2 separate regions of the Mus musculus genome follow, and region 2 is linked to region 1. Evidence: chromatin contacts called from public ChIA-PET data. All regions are on one chromosome and are shown on one strand. The core of a region is the stretch at or near the end of the contact, and the rest is flanking DNA. Distances in the headings are between cores, read along the strand shown.

Evidence for each region. ChIA-PET counts read pairs in DNA pulled down with a chosen protein or histone mark.
Region 2: a contact with region 1 is called in an RNA polymerase II ChIA-PET map of memory CD8 T cells, with 14 read pairs. The contact joins two enhancer-like sites. A contact is called at or near these places in 1 of 484 Hi-C or Micro-C datasets (CD4 T cells) and 1 of 115 datasets of contacts at active chromatin or transcription factors (memory CD8 T cells).

The regions. Positions count from the first base shown.
Region 1 is chr10:21,247,487-21,250,188 of GRCm38.p6, forward strand. The region is part of intron 1 of Gm33728 (a long non-coding RNA gene); the gene reads right to left. Among named protein-coding and RNA genes, the nearest start is that of Gm33728, 3.4 kb to the right of the region's middle. Within about 2 kb of position 1,260, at least 6 of the 459 cell types and tissues checked have an H3K27ac peak or open chromatin away from gene starts, as enhancers often do.
Region 2 is chr10:21,905,996-21,908,827 of GRCm38.p6, forward strand. All of the region lies in intron 1 of Sgk1 (serum/glucocorticoid regulated kinase 1), which reads left to right. Among named protein-coding and RNA genes, the nearest start is that of Gm46215, 25 kb to the left of the region's middle. Within about 2 kb of position 1,281, at least 95 of the 459 cell types and tissues checked have an H3K27ac peak or open chromatin away from gene starts, as enhancers often do.

The DNA.
Region 1 (2,702 bases), core at 10-2,509:
TTACAATGTATTTTTATAAATCAGAAATCTGAGAGGCTTCACCAGGCTAAAACTTAGGATGTTGGTATGGCTGCATACAATTTCCCAAAGCCCTGAGGTAGAATCTGTTTCTTTGACATCTGCAGCTTCTAGGGTCTGTACATACTCCTTAGGTCGCAGGCTCTTCCTCCCCCTTTAATCCCCACAGTGGTAGACTGACTGTGTAAGTCACATCTTTATAATCCTGCTCCCTGCTGGTTCAAACATCTTCCTCTGATTTTGACATTGGCCTGGGAAGGTTCTCTGCTTTTAAGAACTCATGTGATTAGATTAAAATCACCTAACAAAAAACAAAAAACATAACAAAGCCAAAACTAAATAGTAACCAGCCGACCAACCAAACAACCAACAACCAACCAACCAACCTATAAGCAACCAAACCAACTAACCAACCAAACAACAATGAACCAATTAACAAACAGCAAAACAACAACCAAACAACTACCCAAACAAGTAACCAACCAACCAACAACCAATCAACTAAACAATGAACAACCAACCAACCAACCAACCAATAACCAATAGCCAGCCAACCAAACTAGCAACAACCAAACAACAACCAATAACCAATCAACTAAACAAGCAACAGTCAACCAACCAACCAACCAACAAACAAACCCAAAAACCAAAACAGAACAACGTCTCAAAGTTCTTTCTCCTAATGTCTTCTAACATTCGGAACTCAGGAACTGGACACCCAGGAAAGCCATTACTCTATTCAACATGTTGTAAAGCCGTGTTCTTCTGAGGATAAACAGTCCCGTGTTTTCTTTCAAAGCAATGGCCAATGTTTTGTGCAACCTCGAATATAGATTATCACAAAGTCCACACACACAAATTGCATTTTAATAGAGATGTATACAGGAGATTTTACTGAAAACCAAATAGTACAACAAGGCAAATCAGGAATGCCATCATCCTTGAGCAAGCCATGAGCTGTTACAAATCCTGGAAGCTCTTCTCTTAGGAGCACAGCCTATCGCAGGGTTGACAACTATCTGAGCAGTGTATCTTGTCAACTGGAGTCTGAATTCGTTTATTTGTGGCCACTTCATTAGTACTACATTTCAATTTTACTTTCATAAAACTCTTCCTTTTGGCTCTTGACCTCTTTCTATTATAAGACTCAAATAACAAGTCCGGGTATGTGTTATTCCTGGGCCAGAGTACGTTAGTGACAATTTCCAGTGTGGGTGGATCTGAGGTTCTGAAGGTTGAATGAATCTTTCCAGTTTGCTTTTCTATCAACATCAAAGGCTCTCTTGTCACAAGCACCCCACTTGCTTCAGCTTCATGGCTATTATGTAAGAAGTTCTCAACCTTAAGATCTTTCACAGAGGTCTTCTTTCATACGTTTATGTCTTCAGTTAATTAAAGGAAGGCTTTTCCCACTAACTACCCATGTCAGACCTGCACAGGAGGCTTCAATGTGTGTTGACACATTGCATTTAATCCTGAGTGCATCACAGGTCTCAGCCATACCCTCCAGGGATCACACCCCCACATTACAGGTAAGACTTAGCTGTGTTTAACATTGACCATATTTAGCAATATCCAACCCTCATCAATTGTCAAAGATCTGCCAATATGAAGATGACTATGCTTAGGTGGATGCAAACAATATTATAATGTTTTCAGAGCCACTAAGACCACCACTATAAGTAAATTATAGCCATTTACACGACTGGGCCCTTATTACTTTTACTTTTAAAAAGGCTTTTTAAAGTTATATTGTGTAGAAATTGCAGCTAAAGATGCCCATTCTTTGGCTAAGATCAAAAATTCAGGTGACAGCAGATGCTGGCGAGGATGTGGAGAAAGAGGAACACTCCTCCATTGTTGGTGGGATTGCAGGCTTGTACAACCACTCTGGAAATCAGTCTGGCGGTTCCTCAGAAAATTGGACATAGTACTATCGGAGGATCCTGCAATACCTCTCCTGGGCATATATCTAGAAGATGTTTCAACTGGTAATAAGAACACATGCTCTACTATGTTCATAGCAGCCTTATTTATAATAGCCAGAAGCTGGAAAGAATCCAGATGTCCCTCAACAGAGGAATGGGTACAGAAAATGTGATACATTTACACAATGGAGTACTACTCAGCTATTAAAAACAATGAATTTATGAAATTCTTGGGAAAATGGATGGACCTGGAGGGCATCATCCTTAGTGAGGTAACCCAATCACAAAAGAAGTCATTAGATATGCATTTACTGATAAGTGGATACTAGCCCAGAAACTTAGAATATCCAAGATACAATTTGCAAAACACAAGAAAATCAAGAAGGAAGACCAACATGTGGATACTTCATTCCTCCTTATAATAGGAAACAAAATACCCATGAAAGGAGTTACAGAGACAAAGTTTGGAGCTAAGACCAAAAGGATGGACTATCCAGAGACTACCCCACCAGGGGATCCATCACATAATCAGCCACCAAACCCAGACACTATTGCATACACCAGCAATTTTGTTGAAGGGACCCTGATATAGCTGTCTCGTATGAGGCTATGCCAATGCCTGGCAAATACAGAAGTGGATGCTCACAGTCATCTATAGGATGGAACACAGGGCCTCCAATGGAGGAGCTAGAGAAAGTACCCAAGGAGCTGAAGGGGTCTGCAACTCTATAGGTGGAACAACAATATGAACTAATC
Region 2 (2,832 bases), core at 31-2,530, 660 kb after region 1:
ATTTTATTTTTTTTGTTAACAAAAGGGAGGAGATGTAGTCTCCCCTCCCCCAGCCTGAAACCTGCTTGCTCAGGGGTGGAGCTTCCTGCTCAATCGTTCTACCATGCCCACTGCTGGAACCTGCCGCTTTGCTGTTTGGAGCCGTGCATGTGGTCACCCTGCTATTGGACCCCAAGACTAATTGGCGGGAATCGGGCCCCCTTCCCCTGCTTTATAATTGCGTGCGGAACAGTAAAATTGAACTTTGATCAGAATGACTGTCTTAGCTACATTTCTTTATCTCGCCACCTAGCCCCTCTTCTCTTCCAGGTTTCCAAAATGTCTTTCCAGGCTAAAACCCATGTTGTGATCTGCTGGCCGGACACAACATAGTACAAAACTCTAAACTAACTAAAATAAAACCTTAAATTAACATAAAATATACTGCTAGCAGTTTTATCTGGAGTATATTTGAGAGTATAGATCTGGGGGTATATTGAGTTGAGTCAATTACATCATTGAAATCAGTTTTCTGCTGGCAGAGGCAGGCAGATCTCTGTGAATTTGAGGCCAGCCTGGTCTCTGTATCAAGTTCTAGGACAGCAGAGCAACATAATGATACCCTGTCTCAAAAAACAAAACAAAACAAACAAACAAACAAAACCCAGCTAATTATTTTCATTTTCCCTTTTCCTTTATTCAGTGCAGAATCTATAAAATGATTTCTGAGTTTCACATGCTATCCCTATGGGAAGCACACTTCTCGCCAGACTGTGCACTTCTCAGTAGTGAACGTGGGTTCAATTATTTATCTAGACAGCCCCTCAAGGAATATTCATTTGTCCACGGTAAAGACTGAGTTCTGCTTAAATTCATTGACATTTTCTGAACGTTTTCTAAAATCATACTTTGCAATTTTAACAGGCTGCTCCCCCCCCCCCAACCCCACTTCCCCTTCTAAAAGACACAGCCAGAACTCCACAGTAAAACTAAGACATAGTTTTCTCCCTGGGCTGGGAAGGCTGAGAGCATGGGACCTGTGGAGTAGCCTGGCAAACGGGCTCAGCCACTGCTGCCTCAGACTCGACTCAGGCAGGTGTCTGTTTCCAAAACAAGACCTCCGACTGCAGAGTCACAGCAGGACAAGAGGATCTTTGTGGCTTCACATGGGGTCTGTGGAAAAACTCAGAGGTTAAAGTTGAAATGAAACTGATATCCAAAGGGCCTTTGTAGTTACTGCAGGCTCTGCCGCTCTGCTCTGCCTAGCACCTACAAGGGTTTGTGAGTAAGGAAGTAAACTGTGGTTTCCTTACTGATGGAAACTTCCCAGTGTTGGCTTAGATGTATTGAATACAGAGCCAGAGAGAGGGCTGAAGGGTAAAGTGCTTGTCACTTCCACGACAGAGTTTAATCTCTCAGCCCCTCATGGTGAAAGGAGAGAATAGACTCCAGCAAAGTGTCCTCTGACTTCCATATGCACACTACTGTGTGTGTGTGTGTGTGTGTGTGTGTGTGTGTGTGTGTGTATGTGTGTGTACATGCATGGCTTATAAAACAAAATTAGGGGGCTGGAGAGATGCCTCAGCAGTTAAGAGCACTGACTGCTCTTCCAGAGGTCCTGAGTTCAATTCCCAGCAACCGCATGGTGGCTCACAACCATCTGTAATGAGATCTGATGCCCTCTTCTACTGAGTCTGAAGAGAGCAACAGTGTACTCATATACATAAAATAAATAGATAAATCTTTAAAACAAAATTAGATCCTATGGACAGTGCCAAAGACATGAAGCTTTTACAGTAGGAGAAAAAAATGCTTAGCACTTCCTAACACCCCATCTTATGACAGTCTTCCCTTGGTTTAGTGGCTGTCTCATGGCCTATTCAGCCCTTGTTCCAATGACTCCTTCTTGTGTGAGGGACCTTACCACAGAATGTTAGAAGCACCTCTCTGCCACTTACAGTACCTGTGCTTGTAAGCTTTGCTTGTAAGCTTTGCTTCGGAAAGGGTGTGGCTTTAATGGCTCTCTCTCCAGGTTCCTCTCTACTTCTTTCTCATGTCACTGCTTCCTCCAGCCCTGCCTGTTCCTGTTGGCCTCCAAGCTGACGACCTGTCAGAGGGCTCAGCTGAATGTCTTATGGCCAAATTCCTCCCAAAGTATTCTCAGAAGGTTGTAGATCAAATGCATCTCCCCGGATTCCTGTGTTTGGAAATGATCTCCACATTCCCTGATAATTAATGTATTTGGAGATACAGCCTTTGAAAATAGCTATAGCAGCAGTTCTCAACTTTCTACATGCTGCAGTTCCTTAATGCTGCAGTTCCTGGTGTTGTGGTGACCCACCCTCTACCCCTCCCCCCAACCATAACATTGTTTCGTTGCTATTTCATAGTTCTGCTTCTGTTATGAATTATAATGTAAATATCTGATGTGCAGCCCCATGGGTCTCAACCTACAGGTTGAGAATCACTGACCTAGAGCATCCAAGGATGCTACCAAGTATCACCAGCAAGTCTGACTGTGCACAGCAACCTAACAGACGTGGTGTTAGAGGCTCAGAAGCAGTTAACTGGTGCAGCATATGCATACATACCCACACGGGATCTATGGGACTACAGACAAGCAGGATTTGAAGTGGCCTACTTTTACCAGTTGGTATGTAAGGTTTGAGACACATTCAAAGCAGTTAATCAGATTAGCAAATAGTCACCTGACAACTTAGCCCTGTGGGAAAGAAAGAAAAGAAGTTCAGTTGGAGAAAAGGGTTATCAGAACTGAAAAAAAAAAAAAAAAAAAAAAACAAAACAAAAAAACCCAAGCCAAACCAAAGCTGGGTTTCAGTTGATCAGGGAGGG